2 separate regions of the Anas platyrhynchos genome follow, and region 1 is linked to region 2. The links are chromatin contacts, called in public Hi-C maps. All regions are on one chromosome and are shown on one strand. Each heading gives the region's core, a stretch centred on a gene start, on an enhancer-like site or on the middle of the called end of the contact. The rest is flanking DNA. Distances are from core to core; before and after follow the strand shown.

Region 1 (5,407 bases), core at 703-3,202, 120 kb before region 2:
AATCTAAGTAGAGGAGCACAGACTGCGACCCTTCAAAATTCCATATAAGCAAAACACAGTCAAGAAGGAATCACCATGATGAAGAGATGCTGTGGTGGTTTGTTAGCAACCTGCTGAACTTACATTTTCAATAAAGAAAAATCAAGAAACTAAAAGGTGGACAAACAGAACGTTAAGGGTTACTTCAGAGGCAGAAAGAAAATCCAGTGATGTACAGACTGCCCGTATGCGGCAAGGAATGACGCGATCACACATGCTGAAATGAAAAGTTTTAGATTAGATAATTTAGCCTGTGTTTGGTCACCTGGTTCACATCTGAAGACGCTTCCTGAAAATAGGAAAGAGTTTTCTCACAGAACACAGACATAAAATTATTCCTAGTTAACACATTCCAGACTTTTGTGGTGCACAGCTGGTTATCACAGCATTACTCAGTAACTTACCGTGTCCGTCACTCTCCCTAATAGAAGGAAAGGAGTAACTCACCCAACAGCAGCCACAACTACTCATGACAGGAGCGGCACGTCCCATACCCATCACATCCTCCTTAAGGCCAGCCGCTTGGGTAGGACTTGCCTTCAGACTTGCCTCTTCTCGTGTTCCCGGCACCCCGGGCAGCGGGAAATCGGCAACTTGGAAAAACCTCGGCCAAGAACACGGGTCAGCCAAGAGCCGCGAGCCCGCCGCCGCCCTGCCACTTACCCGGCGGTATCGTGAAGCCCGGCGGCAGCTGGATGGTGGTCTGCTGCGGCGGCCTGACGATCAGCTGGGGGGCCACGATCCTGGGGGCAGCGCCCAGCGCCGGCCTGGGGGACAGCGCCTGGGGGGCGGCGGGGAGCGCAGCGCCCGCCTTGGCGACGCCCGCGGGCTTGGGGCCGCCGCCGGGCGCCACCGCGGCGGAGGGCGGCGGGGCGCAGTTGGCGACCGAGCCTTGTCCCGGCGGCGTGGCAGCGCCGGCGGCGGGCGCGGGGCTGGCGGAGTTGCCGAGTGCGTTTAGTGCGGGGAGCGGGCCGTGTGGGGGCTTGGGCTGCGCCGGGGAGGCGTCGGCGCTGCCGCGGCTCTGATGGTTGCTGACTGGGGGCACCGCCGCCGGCCGGGCACCGCCGCCTTCCCCGTTGGGCGCCGCCTCGCCAGGGAGCACCGAGGAGGGCGTCGAGGAGGCAGCGGCGGCGGTGCCCTCCTCGCTCTCCTCCTCCTCGGCTCCCTGCCGCCCGCCGCCCCCCGCCCCGCTCCCCCCCGCGGCCTCGGCTCCGGCTCGCAGCGGCGGCGGGCAGTCGGCGGCGGGCGGGCTGCCGCCGGGGCCGGGGCTGGCCGCGTCCCGGGCAGCCGCGTGGGGGTGGGTGGTGGTGGTGGTGGTGACAGGCTGGGCAGGGGGGCCGGCGGGCTGCGGCGGGGCAGGGGCGGCGGGGCTGCTGCTGCTGCCGCCGCTGAGGAGAGCGGCTCCATGTGATTGCTGCACACTACTACTGTTTACACTCACTCCCCGCCCTGCCGCCGCCGCCGCCGCCGCCGACACCGCCGCTGCCGCCGGGGGGGACGGGGACGGGAGCGGCCCCTGGGCAGGGGCTCGGCTCTCCGCGGCTCCGGGGCGCCCCGCCGCCTCCTCTGCCGCCGGGGCCGGGGGAGGAGCGGGGTGCCCTTGCTGCTGCCGGACGGGGCTGCTGCCCCCCGCTAGGCTCCCCTGCTGCTGCTGCTGCTGCTGCTGCGGCTGCTGCTGCTGGGACGGGGCGGAGGTCCTGGGCTGGGGCGCCTCGGCGGAGCCCCGGCCGCCGGCCAGCTGCGATTCCAAGGAGCCCACCAGGTCGCTGACCGCCTTCTCGTCCACCTCCTCGGAGAAGAGCAGCATCTCTTCCAGGGGGTCCGAGGCGCCCGCCGCCATCTTGCGCTGAGCTGGGAGCCGGCGGCGCACCACGCAGGCGCGCCCGGCCTCTGCCGCGCGCGGGGCAGGCTGGGAGGGGCCGCCCACCCCCGCCGCCGGGGGAGGGGGCGCGGGGGCCCCGCGGGCTGACAGGAGGCTGAGGGGGGGGATCCCGCCCGGCCCGGCCCCGCCGCGGCCCTTCCCTTCGGGGCTCGGGGGCTCCCGGTGAGATCCGCGGCCCCCCCGCGGCCCCCTGGCGGCAGGGTGTGGGGAAGGGGCCGGCGGCTCGCCCGGTCTGGGCGGGGCTGTGCGTTTGGCGGGGCTGTGTGAGGGAGCGGCCGCGGGAAGCGTCCCTGGGCAGGTGCTGAGGGGCTGCTGGGGCTCGGGGTGCTGAGCTCGCCCTCTGCAGCGTCCCGCTGCCCCGTTACCTTGTGAGCAGGGCTGCTGTAATACCCTGACAGTAATTCCAGCCTGCACAGGATTTTCCACACGCTTAGGGAGAAACGAGAGCCCGCGCGCAGGCTGTGAGTGGCTCAGCTGCCTCATACGCTGACTTCTTCAAAGACAGCGTCAAGTGCTACCGGGGCTGTTTGAAGTGCTAAGATACGGGCAGGATACCTGCACCCTGCACTGCTGCGTCTGCTTTAGGTTTAGACACTTATGTCCAAACTACTGCTTTACCACAACTGGAATGGTGACAGTAATACCATTCCTAATGTGGACACTTAACAGAAGACTCGTGAACCAAAACCAACTTCTTTGTATCATCGCAGCAGCTGCCTTGCCACAGCATTCCCTCACTATCCCCACTGAACATTTGAGGTAGTTTATTCTGTTAATAACACCTTTGCCATTGGTCTTCTATACACTCTTTTCCCCATCAGTGCTTGCCTCATGCATTTAGAAATGCCACATAAAAAGAAAAGTGGCCTTAACCCATGATTTCTTTGGCAAATGACAGGGCAGTTTCTCTGATGGGACCTTCAGAATAAATGGTTTTGCTAGTGTGACTAACCACTGTTCACAGTTCATTCAAGATGTTCTTGCACACAGTTGGTTAAAAAAACATATTTTTGGAGCTGCCAGCAGAAAACAGCTTAGATTCTGCTAGCCTTCAAAAGCATAGATGTCAAACTTGGATGTATTTGAGCTGCTACTCTGTGGCCTAAAATAGTGACTTCTTAGTGATTTCTTCATTTTCCACAAAACAGAAGAACATGCGTTGGTGAATGACCTACCTTCAGTGCACAATGCGCTAATAGAAAAGAGTGAAGAGCTCACAGCACACCCATGCACACAACTGTTCTCCATTCCCAGGCTCAGTCTGTTAAGTCATACATTGTATGACTTGGCTTGAGCCAGAAGACTAAACTGTTAGTAAATTAATTGTTACCAGCCATTGGCTTTCAATGCAGTTTACATGTTCAGGGCAGTTTTTCCTGATTGCATGGTTTTTTTTTTCCTTTACAAAACAGGTTTGTGATGAAATAAACCACTTCTAAAATGCATTACACATATACAAACAAGGTTGTGCCAGCTTAATTAGGTAAGTTTAAACATTAAAAATCAAATTAAACTAGTGCATATTTCTTAAAGTGGCCAGTAAAAGAATGAAGGCATGAAAGGGTAGTCGGAATGTATAAATGGAAGATGTGAATGCACAGTAGTACATGTGAAAAACAGTACAGAACCGTTCTTAGGAGATGTACACATCAAAAATTTGCTTAATAAATGAGCATTGCTTTTATGGAAGGCTAAAAGTGAATAAAATTCTAACTAACATTTCTACCTGGGAATTTGATTCAAAGTAGATAATCGCTTGATTTGCTATTGCACAAAAAGAATATTAATGGAGGTTTGTAAAGTCTATCTAACATTACTTTGTCCTGCATTTAAAGACATACCATACTTTACAAATTTATTTTTTAAATCAGAAAGGATGTCACAGTTCTTTCACTTACTAGGCCCTGACCTGGAATTTGCATACTGCTGTCTCCACAGTTTTTATGAAAGAATGGAGTTAGACACACAATTCTGCATCTAGTCCTAACTGTGAAAAATGTTTTTATCATACATTTTTCTAACACACTTCGCCATTAAACTTTTGTCTCCATTAAAAACACCCTAAAGGAAATCTTCATTGCTATGCAACTTTAGAAGACAAAAAGTAATCCTGTCACGGGAAAATGGCAAGTCATGATTTATACTACAGCTTTCAAAACTTCAAAAATGACCTGCTTTTAATTACAATGTTAAAGTACACTTGTGGGTGGGTAATCAGTAAAACATGAATTCCTCTTTCTTCCCACTCACCTCTTCTTAATTCAACCTTTTTATATATATAAACACACAGAAGGAAGTATAATAGAATATTTCATTTAATAAAACATACTGATACACAGTAGACTCCTGCCAAGTCAAAAATTGATGACATGATATTGTATATAAATTTGTTGCTGAAACTGGCTTTTGGCTTGCACTTTTTTGAGAGTTGTGAAGTTCAGGATCTCTGTGAACTTCCATATTCGTTTTGTCATAAAAATCTTTCTCAAATAGTCACTTTTCACACAGAAAAGTCACTTTGTCACACACGCTTTTCATCACAGAAAAGTACAGAAGACATTTCTGAATAAATTTGTTGTTCTTCATTTTTCATTTTTAGGAGCTAAATTGTATAGAATAATATTTTCAAAGCAACCATTGTGATGATCTCATGTGACCTCTTCAAATACGATCTTTTCCTGATATTTTTCTAATAGTCATATTTCTAACAAAACAAAACAAAAACTTCCAATCTTATTTTAAAATTGCCTGTAGAAGAACATCTACCACAAGATTTGTTAGATTGCTATTCAGTCATCAGCCTGAAAAAATTTTAATGTCCTTTCAAGTCAAGTATAGAAACAGCCATACTGTGGTAATATGCTACAATACATTTATACATCGCTGGTTGACAAAATTCTCTAATTCCTCTGGAAAAAAATCCAATCCTGAATCCTAAGTATCATTTAGGCAAGATATTTTTCCTTATTTGTCTTAACAGTAGCTTTACTCTGAGCTGTGTTATAGATGCTGATTTTCAACAGTTGTCTCCCATGGACTTGATACAGCCATGTGCATCCAGTCTCTTTCAGTAGCCCACCACATCCTAGAAACATATAGCTGTAATAGCCCCTGGGCACTAAGACCCTCCATGATTTCACCAACAGTTTTACATGAGCATGAAACTTCCACAAATCTAGCACAGCTCCTGTTTAGTAACACCCAAGCTCTTCCAGAAAAATCTGGCTTGCTGTTGTGTTTCAAAGTCGTATTTTGAACAAACTACTTGCTGAATCCTTACAACATATTAGTGTTCAGTTGCTATAACAAAGTCTATTAAGTACCCTTTTCAGATGTTAGTTTTTATTGCATGTAATTTCCTAGCTTGCAAATCTGAAATAGGAGCCCTGCGGCAGTATCATGTTTTAACATGCTACGTCTCCAACATGAAGCTTCATTCGTGATTTTCACGTAAGGTATACAAGCAAAGTGCAATCTCAAAATCAC
Region 2 (5,492 bases), core at 998-3,497:
TTAGCCACTTTTAACAAAAATAGCACTTTACCGACATAGCTTCTTCACTTGTTGCAGTTAATCCTGTTGCGTCAAGTGTTACCAATGAAAACTAGTTGTGAAACCAAGAGATTGTATAGTTGCTTTCTATTTTTGTGGTTGTTGATCTGTAAAGTGCAGCTGGTATGTTCCTCACTTCTTATCCGTCAACTTCCTTAAAGATGATCACATGATATTAGGAAATAAAAGATATGATGGATGAGTAAAACTTCTTCACTTTTTTCTGTATCTTTAAAACGCAGACCCAGTAACACTTCTCTTACTGTGTGTAAGGTTCTCTAAAGTCAAGTGCACCAGCTTGTTGAGTATGTCATTGCCTTGGACTGGGTCTGCTATAAGCTAGAAGTATGTTCAAAGAATAGAGTAATCCATGGCTATAAATTTTTCAGGTTTTATGTTAATGTGTCTGAGCAAGATGCAGATGTTTTAGTACTATTATGTAAAGTTTGCCACTTTTGGTAGGTCTGTATTGATTTTGTCCAGAAGCCATGAAAGCTCTGCACAGACAGCTGTTCAAAAAGCAGGAATATTCCTGGACTGACAGTGATGTATTGAGCTCTGGAAAGTTTGGAAAACTATGTGAAGCTGAAGATTGGCATTAATTGCAGCAATGTATTTTGGTACCTTCAAGTGATGGCTTATTTCAGTCTTAACTCTATTTCAGTCTTAAATCTCCATCACTCTTAACAGAAGTCTGACTAGAGAACAATGTGACTGCTTGTGAATGAGTTGCTTATCCTCTAATTCTCTACCCCTCTTACTCCTCTCTGTTAGTAGAGTAGCATGCTGTGGCTATTGTTCCAAACACCTCTAATAAAGGTAAGACACAAGCGTGGAAGGGAAAAATAAGATAATAACTGTTGTTCTCATACAGTGACAAGAAAGTCTGAACATGCAACTCCTACTGTACATGTTTGCTGTCAGTCAATGAATTGGCGGCAGCAGCAGCCTTGTTATTACTGATACGACACACTAAGAACTCCTTCATGAGGTTAACAATGTCTGCTTAAATTGGAATTTTACGTTCATACTGTGAACAGTACAGTGGTGCTATGTTCTTGATCACCATTATAAAGCACTGCCACAAATAGCCCACCAGAGGGAGTTAAAATATTTTCACAAAAGGTTTTAAAACTTTCCTTTAGCTCTGTAACAGTTCCTGCATCTCAGCTCCTCACAGTTTGTTAAGAGGTAACGTGTGAAGTGACATCCTGCATGATCCTGGTGGTATTGCTGGGTAGCTCGTGTTGTTATCTGTTACTCCTGTAGACTTCTACCCCCAGAAATTTTACCTCATAACACAAAGCAGAAGAGCAAAAAGACTGTGGTACTGTTTGTGTGTAATAAAACAATACTCCAGCAGTGGTGACTTCAAGCTTGTGAAACAGCTCTTTATTGTGGGAGGACGTGAAGATGGCTGCAGAAACAGCACCACCACAGGCCCTGAGGTAGCAGACAGGACTCAGATCATTTGCAGAAAAAGGGGCGCGTGCAAGGCGGGCGCGTGCAAGGCGGGCGCGTGCAAGGCGGGCGCGTGCAAGGCGGGCGCGTGCAAGGCGGGCGCGTGCAAGGCGGGCGCGTGCAAGGCGGGCGCGTGCAAGGCGGGCTCGCGGCGCCACCTGGCGACGGGCGCTCCTGTGAGGAAATGGCGAGCCCTGAGGGCCCGGCTGGGCGGGCTCTCCTCTCTGCGCTATTTGCTGACCGGCGGTGAAATTACCGACCGAGTAAAACGCTCAGGAGGAGTTCTTAGCCGTGACTTGCCAGTGAATCAGGCTGGATACCAGAATTATTACCTGATAATCAGAGTTCGTGGAGCGTGAAAACGACTGCTGCCTGACATAATCCCTAATGTCCACAGCCAACTGCAGGATAAAGGCAGTGACGCAGCTTTGATGGCGATTCTCCCCTCAGCAGGGCAGAGGGCACAGTCACAGGTACAAATAAACACAAGGGAACAGACTCTGGCTGCATTTTGGAGATGAAACGGCTGTGAGGGTGACTGGCTGCCTGGCAAACCCTGTATGCATACAAGTCTGTGAGGCAGTCTGCTCGCTGAATGTTTTCCTTTTAAATGCACAAATGCTTAGCTTGAAGCCCCTCTTCCACAAAAAATGGCAGGTGCTGAAACCAACACCACTGAGGTAACTTGTAAGCGTTGCTGTGCTGCAACCCTGGCTGAGGGAGGCAGGCGCCAGCCTGGACGGGAGCCATGAGGAGAGTGCCTTGAGGGCTGGGTGGGAGCAGGGTCGGACAACAACCCAAAAACACCTAGAGAAGGGGGCACAATCCCCAGAACTTTGGAGACCTCACACGGGGCAGGCAGGAGGCAGATTCAGAGCAACATTTTTTTTTTTTTTTTTTTTTTTTTTTTTTTACTAAATAGTAGACTTGCAGAGATTCCTGACAGTATCTGGAAGATGTTGAAGTTTAAAAAAAAAAAAAAAAAAAGCAGGAGGAGTCACTGGACAGATCACTGTTTGAAAAGGTAATTTGAGGATTACTAAATGCATATAAACTACACATGGTTCAGGAATTCGCATTAAGTTACAAGAGTTGAAGAGTAAGAGCCAAGAAAGGTACTATAGGCTTGCACCCTCCTCATTTTTCCCCATGTATGTCCTTACCACCACTGCTGGAGGTGGGATGGTGGCCATGCTGGGCACCTGCACTGACCCAGCACTGCTGGTCCTCTCCAGCCATGATAAACCTCATGTTGAAAGAAAAAAAACATGAGAAGTTTCAGATGCTGTTTCTGCTACTACAGCTCCAGTGAATCAGTTTAAATTTTGTGCAGTACCAAGCTAGGCATGAATAAAACCCCAAGAGTTCTTCATGAATAGCGTTTGCATAATGAAAAGGCCTAATCTGGTCATTTCTGACTGGGAAACTAAGGGATGTGGCTGAGTGTCCTGATGAGACAGCATTATCATTATGCTGCAGGAGAGAATAAAAGTTACTAGACGGGCCAAGAAACACAGAAATGGTTTTTCTTCTGGAGAACACAGAATTACACTGAGACAGAAAATGTGAGGAAAAGAGAATATTTTGTTGTATATATTTTTGACAGCTATCTAGAAAGGAAGTACTATGCCTAAAGTAAGCAGAAACTCATCAGTCCTTTGAGCTGGAACAAGATCTTCTGATCCTCAGCCCAGTGTGTTAACCACAAAATACGTTTCTCTTGAAGGTTCAGGAAAACACAGTATGGGAGTGCGTCAGTGTACGCAGGTAAGTCAATGATATACATGTATGTATGTACAGTTGTACTGTAAGTGTTAAACATGGTACATCGATTACATAATAATAATGTTCACAGTAAAAATTGATCTATGAATGTATTTAAAGAGTTCTTGAGAAGGAAATTACTTAAGATAATTTAATATTTTTAAAGGGAATCATGTGAATTTCATCTTGTATTCCTACTGGGTATGCACTTGTTATAGGCTGTGTGGAAACCAGGGTAAACAAAGAATGTTTGTATTATTATGTGGTTTAAAAAGACTGAGCCTGTACGCTATGATTACAACGAAGATACCTGCGCTTTTGTTTGAAGAAAATTTTATTATAATGGATGTGATCCCCTTTGGCCCAATTTGCAGTTACCTGATCTGTTGGGTTGTTCTAATTTCCAAACTATCCAGCACTAAATGCGGAGTTTCTGCAGGCTCAATGATCATAATGGTTTGAGCTTGAACTGCTTGAAGAAAGGTAAGATGAGTAAAATTTCCCAGGCTGCACTGAAAACCTAAATTAAATCCATTGCTGTTCTACAAGAAAAAAAAGCACTTGCCGATCTGCAGTGTCAGGGCTTCAGCAGGTGAGCCATGATTCTATATAGATTAGTCAAGTAAAAAAATTATTTTTCTTCATTTGTTCATATTGCCTGGAAGAACATGACAATGAAAGTGCTTAAATTTGTATACTCCTAGAAGTATTCTGCTCTAGCAAGTTCTGTTGCTATTTTTTTCTTGAAATGGATTTTGGAGAAAATATTGTTAAGTAGATATGTACAGTATACAACAGAGTTATGAAGTCTAGAGCGTTAAAGTTTCACAATATGTTTTTCAGTAGGAGTTGGAAATTTAAATCAACAGCATGACTTTTCACAAAGACTTCCATTTATAATTGGTCTAACTTATTTTTAAATTGTATTCAGTGACATTAACTTAGGTGGCTTGCACTTCAGGACTGTCTCTCCAGGCTTTTCAAGAAATGAATTTGTAGCCATAGCATTGTTTAATTGTACAGACAAATCTCTATGCAGCATTGCTTTTTTCTCTAATAAATTATCTGATAGGTCTTTTTAACATTTGCTTTATTTCCTAAATCCATTATATATATTAAAATAGACAACTAAAGGGCTGTTGGCATGGCTCCCTGGCTGGATAGTCTGTGATCTAGCAGCAGTGGTTCCTGAACTACTTAAGAAAAGCAGTATTAGAAGAGACAGTACAAGGCCTCATATGGAGGCTCACTGGAGTTCTCCATAACTCTCCGTCAATAACCATATCAGTTCTGATCTTCACTAGCCTTCTAACACTATTTGGAGTTGGAAGAGTTACGATGATCTATCGTCTAAGCCATGTTTAATTCACAGGTTATATAGCTGCTGCCCATAATAGTAGAAAATTTCAGAATGACAAGCAAAAAATATAAAAGGTATTGAGTCTTCATCCATTTTAATGTTAAAGTGGGGAGCATGGTATAATGGTAGAGGACTACTGGCCAATATGCATGTATACCAGCTTAATAATGCCCTTTAATTCTATTTGCATGGGATTGAGATTTTACTGAGAAGGCCTCTTATCTCACCGTTCAAAACTAGGCGGTCAAATACAAGTGAAAACGTCATTTTGACATAAACAGACATTGATCTGGTTGTTGGATTATTAACTGCAGTCAGGAGGCAATTCTCGAGACATGTATTTTGCAACAATTTTGGACTATTTCAGCCTGGCTACAGATATGCTTCTCTATAAGTGGAAATAAAAAGCAAGCCTCCATGCTGAGGCAGACACGTGAGGGAACCTAAAACGTAGTGTGTACAATCTAACTTGGTTTCATAGATCTCTTCAGAGGTAAGCAGTATTTAATAATAAAAAGCACCAATTTTATTTGAAATATGTACCTTTGGAACAAAATTAAAGGAGAGGATTGACGCTAGCTAATCAACTGTGGTAGACAAGCAATGTTTGCTGGAACAAAATAATGTTGGTGATGTCCTCAAACTTGGGAATACCTTTACTAAAAAAAGTATACATCAGTATATATATATATATATATATATATATACTAGTATACACATGTATACTGGTTGGAGTTGCGTATACACACACACACACACACATATATAAGTACATCAAACTTTCTTTCCTCTTTAAAGCCACAGAGATCTTCCTCCTGGGAGATACCGACATTCCCTTCATATTGGGTGGATTTACCGCAAGGAAAGC

Evidence for each region. A called contact is a pair of places that touch in the nucleus more often than the background predicts.
Region 1: a contact with region 2 is called in a Hi-C map of skeletal muscle, with 2.3 times the contacts expected there. The contact joins the promoter of LOC101804819 here to the enhancer-like site in region 2. A contact is called at or near these places in 2 of 8 Hi-C or Micro-C datasets (skeletal muscle and subcutaneous adipose tissue).

What each region holds. Positions count from the first base shown.
Region 1 is chr12:10,106,780-10,112,186 of IASCAAS_PekinDuck_T2T, reverse strand. It overlaps LOC101804819 (transcription initiation factor TFIID subunit 4), which reads right to left and starts at 1,952. Exons shown (of 15, transcript XM_038185293.2): 1 at 703-1,952. The coding sequence starts at 1,879. It overlaps LOC140003526 (a long non-coding RNA gene), which reads left to right and starts at 1,953. Exons shown (of 2, transcript XR_011812351.1): 1 at 1,953-2,083; 2 at 3,334-3,877.
Region 2 is chr12:9,986,141-9,991,632 of IASCAAS_PekinDuck_T2T, reverse strand. It overlaps GPI (glucose-6-phosphate isomerase), which reads left to right. Exons shown (of 19, transcript XM_072043958.1): 19 at 1-1,414. Among named protein-coding and RNA genes, the nearest start is that of GPI, 42 kb to the left of the region's middle. Within about 2 kb of position 2,247, at least 3 of the 8 cell types and tissues checked have an H3K27ac peak or open chromatin away from gene starts, as enhancers often do. A contact at or near this core is called in subcutaneous adipose tissue, where this site is marked.